Regions from separate parts of the Triticum aestivum genome. Here region 2 is linked to region 1. The links are chromatin contacts, called in public Hi-C maps. All regions are on one chromosome and are shown on one strand. Each heading gives the region's core, a stretch centred on a gene start, on an enhancer-like site or on the middle of the called end of the contact. The rest is flanking DNA. Distances are from core to core; before and after follow the strand shown.

Region 1 (3,288 bases), core at 201-2,700:
ATTCAAACAGACATACTAAGGTTGGCAAGAATTGGAACCTCACTTTACTATCCAAGTTAGAGAAAACAAGAACCAATTGAAACAGACATACCAAGCCACGGCAGCAATCGACTCCTGTCGAAGATGCACTTCTTATCAAGGCATCAGAAGTGTGATATTGATATCATGTGTGCAGTGATGGTAACTCTGTGTACAATGGCACATACGGCAGATATGGCGGCTTGCCATCTTCAAGATTGCAGATCACTTTGACCCGCCGACTATCCATATTATAGCACATGAAGGTGGTATCCCAACCCGCAGTAAAAAAGATCAAGTTACATTCCGGATGAACTGCAATCAAATGGAAGTCCACATTAAGGTCAAGAACATGTGTCCCTCCAGATAAATATGAAGTTTCAACGCTATGCTTCAATATCCATTCTTTGCTGTCGTAGTCCTCGAGAACATGAACTACTAGTCGAACCACACGGGCATCTTCATCTTGATGAAAATTGGCATAATGCAGGCGACCCTGTGACTGCTGAATATGACCGCCATCTAGACCGCCAGGGGCGCGGAAGTCCGTCCATGTTTCCCCCTCCGTGTCCACCGCGGCTAGACACTGGCGTGACTCGCCGTCATAGGTGTGAAAATGCAGATGGCCGTTAAGGAAGACAGTCGCCGACTGGCGATTGGCGAGCCTAATATGCTCATCCCATGCCTTCTCATTATGAACCCATCTCCCGGATTCAGAAGAATACACCTGCACTCCGATGAGGTAGACAGGGAAGTCCGGCGAAAAAAATTCCTGCTCCACCAACTCAAACACATGGAAGTGAGGCGACGCCTGGTCGAAGCCCAGACGAGCGGCGCCCGCCTCGCCCGCCTGGCCAGAGTCCGGCAAGACGACCCACTTCTCCGTCGCGGGGTTGCACACGACGTAACGGAACTCGTCGGCACGGGCAGAGACTTCGTACCAGCGGCAGAGGAGGAGGCCGTTGCAGCAGTCCAGGAGGTCGACGCGCCGGTGGCTGGGAAGGAACGCGGAAGAGGTGCGGACCAGAGGGCGGCGGCTGCCCTCGACGCTGGTGAAGTGGACAGGTGACTCCAGGAAGCACTCCTCGCCGGCGCTGCTGTAGAAGAAGCCGGACAGTGTCTGGGGGAGCCTCCTGCGGTGGCTGCGGTCGAAGGTGAGGCCCAGCCAGTGCTTGGAGACGCACTTGAAACGGGCGAGCGATTTGGCGGGCACGCGCGCGAGGATCTCCACGAGGAGGTCGTCCGTGAGCCTCGTGGCCGCCATGCCCATGCCGGGGCAGGAGGAAGGTCTGCACTAGGGAGACGGAGATGGAGGAGGGGTCAGGGGGTCAGCGACGAAGGAGAAGGAAACGCTTGGTGCCGGAAGGAGACGGCATGGACATGGTGCCGGAAGGAGACGGCGGTGGCGCCGTCGTGTTCGAGCGAGGGAGAAGGGGAACGGAACCTTCCCTCCTTCCGCGTTTCGGATGGCCACGACTTGACCCACTCATATGTCCGTTAGTTTCTGCCCCCCGAGAACCAGATCCCCCCGAAAGAGCTGCCCACCTACCCAGAGTCCCAGACGGCCAGAGCGGATCCGGAGGCGTCACCGACCCGCCCGACGCCAACGACCTGGCTCCCTCCAGTTCAGCCACCGACAGGTACTTCCGTCATCTTCTCGGTTTGCCGCCGCCGCCGCTGCTTCTTTTTCCTTTTCTTTCGATCTGCATCTCGGGAGAGGGCCGGCCGCGGATGCAGAGGTGAGGTCGACGGGAGCCCAGCAAAACAGGAGGATAGCACACGGATAACTGAGAGCCTTGAATCTTCCTCATTATTAACGCGCTGGCCGGCCGAAAAGTATAGACACAGCCCAGCCAGCCAAAGATGACCGACCGCCGCCCGAACACGAGCCCACTCAAACAAAACCCATCTCCTCCTCCCTCCGTATTCTATTCCTCCTCCTCCTCGTCTCTCTCCAGCACTGACTTTCTTCGAATCCCTCGCCCCCCTCTGCTCTGTTAGCCCCGTGCTGCCATCCATTGCGGGGCTGCGATCCTGCGCCGGTGCTGGCACCTGGTAATCAGCAGGAGCACCGCCGTCCGGCGCATCGGATTAGGGTGTCCCAGGTGAGGAGAGCTCATGTTCCCTGTTCTCTTCCATTGGAATTTAGAATTTCGAGTTCTGGGGATTTGCGAGGACGACAATGGCTCTTTGCCGGAGGTAAGATGGGTTTCTTTTGAAAATTGGTGTTCATAAGTTCAATTTCCTCCCAACCAAACGAAACGAAACGAAACGAAACGCGGCATCCTCTCCTCTGAGATCTCCGCCGCCGGCAGCGGCCATCCGGGTTTGGGGCCGCAAAGGCAAGGCCTTCATTGAGCTTTATCTCGCTGCCCATGTCCCTCGATGCGGGTGAGATTTAGATTTTACTAGGAGCGTGCAGAAAGTGGGAAAGTTAAGAGCTTTATTGAGTTCGCCCTCAGATTGGATCCAAGCGCGTGACTTCTTACTGTAACTGTTGTAAAAATAACCCGGGTTAAACATGATGCCTTTGTGTCTGTTCGATCTTTGGGATCAGTTTTGTGTGCGTTCCAGTACTAGATTCTGCTTTTCTGTGACCGATCTGGTTGATTGAGGAAAGGAGCGTTGTTTGTTTGGCAGATTTGAAAGGCTGAAGTTACCCTTTGTTGGAAAAGGCTCGCCATAGAGCTAGGACATGGACATGGCATTGCCGATTGTGAATGCCACCACAGCAGCGCTTGCTCGTGTCTCAGCTGCATTCAACGCTCCTCTTGCCCGCGCCGTCGTCTTCGGGGTTCATATCGATGGTGATCCTCTTCTACTCATCAACAAATAATGTGTGATTTCATGATGGTGGTGGTATAGTTTTTGACATCTTGAGGTGGTGTCATTGATTCAGGTCATTTGGTTGTGGAAGGACTTCTTATTGCCGTCATAGTGTTTCAGCTTTCCAGGAAGAGCTACAAACCTCCAAAGAAGCCACTTAGCGAGAAGGTAGAGTGTTTTTTATCCTTTGTTCGCAGTTTGATAAAGTTAATAAGCACTGGTTTTTGTTTCATGAAATATTTAGTTAACAGTTTGCATTTTAATCTCCGCAGGAGGTTGATGAGCTATGTGATGAATGGGAACCAGAACCTTTATGTCCTCCAGTCAAGGAGAGGTCTCATATTGACCCACCAATCTTAGAAAGGTCTGTGTGGCTTATTGGTTTGTTAATATGGAACAGTATTTTTGAATTTATTTTTCTGTCTGTGTCTGTGCAATTACAAG
Region 2 (3,341 bases), core at 376-2,875, 190 kb after region 1:
AGGAAATCAAGGCTTCCTTCTTCAACCGAAAGCGACATCTATTGTAAATGCTACAATGCAGCCATCAGTTGGTCACACCATCCTGATGCCACCACAGACCCAAGACCCACACTATACTCCAGTGGTATAACATTCCATACTTCCAAGTTTTCCAATTTCTCAACTTCAATGAAACTGAAATTGCTACCTTTCTCCCCAGGGTCATCTGACAGATCACATGTCTACCTATTTACAGCAGCAACACTCGATGCAGAATCCCTCAGTGCAAAGGACCATTGGAACCTCTACCTCTAGTATGACGACAGGACAAAACCAAGCCTTCCTCAATCAACCGAAGCCAACATGATCTATTTTGTTGTCGCGAGGTTTATCTCATGTGTGTTTTGACTTCAAAGTTGCAAATAATTTTTGTTAGAACTTGTATGTACCATCAACTGAATGCTACTAAGCGTCCCCAATCAAATATACTAGTTCACATTTTTTTTAATTGTGTACTAATTCATAGAATTAGCTATGAACAATTTTCCACAAGCATCGTGCTCATATGAGCCTCTAACCTATCCTTCTCTCATTTTAAGTTAAGATGACCGGGATCCCAATGATCCATTTCAATTATGCATAATATATGTAACTGAACCATCTATCTAAATGTCATGCTTAGAGGCATAGAGCGAGGAGAAAACAAATTGACAATCAGTCCGAATTTAGCATGTAAGGAATCTTAATTTAACTGGATGAAAGCAAAGTACTGGAATTGCTACTAGCTCTCCCTTCTCTGAATTTAACATGCATCTTAACTGAATGAAAGCAGAGTAATGGAATTGCTAATAGCTCTCCTTCTCTGAATTTAACACGCGTGAGACTGAATGGCACAAGAAGAAGAGGAAATTACCTGTGTGTATGCGGAGATAATACTGCATGTATGAGCTGCAGTCCCTTTGTTCTTCCTCTCTGACTACCAAATTGATGGCGTTGATGTTGATTCTCAACGTCCTTCCCCTCGATACTCGGCCCCTCCTCCACAAGCCCGAGCACCCGCCAAGGACACGCCAACCTCTTGCGTGGTCGTCCCACATGCTCCCGCTAGGCTCCGCATCTCAGACCAGCGAGGACGGCGCCGCGGAGGATCCCGTCCCCACCGAACTGCTGTGCGACTAGGTCGAGCAGGCGGACCACGACGGAGGCCAGCCGAGCCAGGGATGCTGATTTAGTAGGCGGACCACGGTGGCGGCCAGCCGAGCCGGGGATGCTGATTCAGCAGGCGCACGCGGGCGGCGGCCACCCGGGAACCGGGATGGGGTGAGATGCGTGAGTGCGCACGCCCGAGTAGAAGCTGCACGGCAGCGCGACGAGATCCGGTCAATGGGCAGGAAGTGCTTGGAGGCTCGAGGAGCAGGAGCAGCAGAGGACATGGAAAGCTTGAGCTGAGCTTGAGTTCCGACCAAGGAAAGGGATGTGGATAAGGGATGTATCCATACAGACGGCAATCAGTATTAGGATCTGTATTCTATTTTTTTTGAGAGAAAATCCGCAGCGGGAGGGGGCTCACGCACAGCCGTGCGATGGCTGCGTCGCACTGATGGTCGCACGCCTAGGCCGCAGGCAAGCCGCGTCCATGTGGCAAGTCTATCCCATTCGACTTTACGATGAAACAGTTGGAGTGAAAAGCCACCGCGAAACAGGGACATGAGAGGCTCTCGCGCTCGCGGCGGCGCCGCCCGATCTACCGCCTCCGGCCTCCCATGCTTCAGCTGAGACTGGATCCGGGATCCCCTCCACCTCCTCTCTCTCTCCTGCGAAGCTTTGCTCCATCTGACGCCATGCCTCCACGACCGTGCTCCAAGCCAGCGTCCGCGGCATCGGCCATGGAGGGAGCTCAGTCCGCCGAGCGCTCCCCAAGGCCCTCGCCGGCGGCGGCCTCCCCACCGCCGCCCTGCGTCCCGGCTGGCACGTTGCTGCCCGCAGGCTTCAGGCTGAGCGTCGTCCCGCCGTCACCGAGCAAGCTGCCAGCGCCTGCATCCACGATGCCGGCTGCTCCGTCAGGGTCAGCCACCTCCGCCGCAGTGCTGGCCGCGGTTGCCCTGGCCTCCCGCAAGGCTGCCCCGGCCGCTGGTGGCCATTTGTCCCGCGTTGGGCTGCCTCCGAGGCTGGTTGTGGCTGCATTTCCGACGGTGCATAGCTCGGGGCTTCCCCAGGCCGGGTCCTCACCGCCTCCGCCGCTTGGGTGTCTCTCGTCCCCTGCCTCTGCTGACGCTGCTTCTGTCAGCGATGCACCATCAACCTCGACTGCTACTGTGGGCGCGCCATCCCCGACTCCTGCCGGTGCTGCTACGTCCTACTTGACTCTTGTGGAAGCCTCGCCGACACCCCCGGCTGGTGCTGCTGAAGCGCCGCCCACAACCCCTGCTGCTGAAGCGCCACCCACAGCCACAACTCCTGCTGCTGAAGCGCTGTCCACGGCTCCTGTGGAAACGGCGCTGTCCTCGGCTTCTACCATACTGCGACGGGTCTTGACTCAGAGCTACCTGTTTTGTGGAGCTCCTTTACTGACGGTGAAGAAGACGACGACGATGATAATGAGCTAGCCCCACAGACGCCACCGCCGGCTACCAAATCCTCGATTTCGGCTGCTCGGCAGGACGTGGCGTGTGATGCGGATACATGCGGAGGTTGGCAGAAGGTGCTCCCGCGGCGCCATGTGCAACTCCAGGCGTCACAAGCCCCTGCTTTGGCTCCCCGTCCCGTCCCCGCTTGGCTTCATGGTAGATGTTGCAGATGTCTCTTTCCTGGACACTGTGCAGCGGATTGTCGAGATCCTTTTAGATGTTATCGGTGCCTTGAGAACGGTCATCGATCGCGTGAGTGCCGCAATGCCTGGCATCCCCTTAGCTCCTTGGGAAGAGCTACTGTGTCGCCACTGCCCCGCCTCCCCGTCAAGCACCAACAAGCTCCATCTCCATACAAGGTCCAGAAAGAAGCCCCACCCCTCCCGAAGACATTTTGTTGTGATTCTTGGGCATCGATCGTTTCTGCTCCTGCTGGCTCAATGGCCCCGACGGATATCTCGATGCGGCCCACTTTGGAGAGGCAGGCCGAGCTGCTGCGCTCTGAGCTCCTTGGTATGGCTTCCTTTCAACTTGAGAAAACGGTCCAGCCTCTGCGTGATGTCGTTGATTCTATGAAAGGTTGGATGTTGCGGATGAAGAGCTTCATGGAGCGAGCTGAGGCTGCACTGGGCGGGCTCTCCCTGGCGCCGCCTGTGTTGCGCCCTTTGGTTGTGCCCGATGGCAACTTCGACGCTGAGAAGGGAGACGAGCTCCATGGTCGTTTCTCCCCTCGTG

The links. Hi-C and Micro-C count contacts between places; a contact is called where the count stands out from the background.
Region 2: a contact with region 1 is called in a Hi-C map of leaf, with 4 times the contacts expected there. The contact joins the promoter of LOC123098042 here to the promoter of LOC123098037 in region 1. A contact is called at or near these places in 3 of 5 Hi-C or Micro-C datasets (all in leaf) and 1 of 1 datasets of contacts at active chromatin or transcription factors (leaf).

What each region holds. Positions count from the first base shown.
Region 1 is chr4D:379,438,726-379,442,013 of IWGSC CS RefSeq v2.1, forward strand. LOC123098037 (long chain base biosynthesis protein 1a) reads left to right here and starts at 1,451. Exons shown (of 13, transcript XM_044519911.1): 1 at 1,451-1,658; 2 at 2,659-2,825; 3 at 2,918-3,012; 4 at 3,117-3,208. The coding sequence starts at 2,714. LOC123098038 (F-box protein At5g07610-like) reads right to left here and starts at 1,335. Exons shown (of 1, transcript XM_044519913.1): 1 at 1-1,335. The coding sequence starts at 1,288. The coding sequence ends at 164.
Region 2 is chr4D:379,630,137-379,633,477 of IWGSC CS RefSeq v2.1, forward strand. It overlaps LOC123098042 (mucin-7), which reads left to right and starts at 1,626. Exons shown (of 1, transcript XM_044519915.1): 1 at 1,626-3,341. The coding sequence starts at 1,743. The coding sequence ends at 2,585. It also overlaps the pseudogene LOC123096983.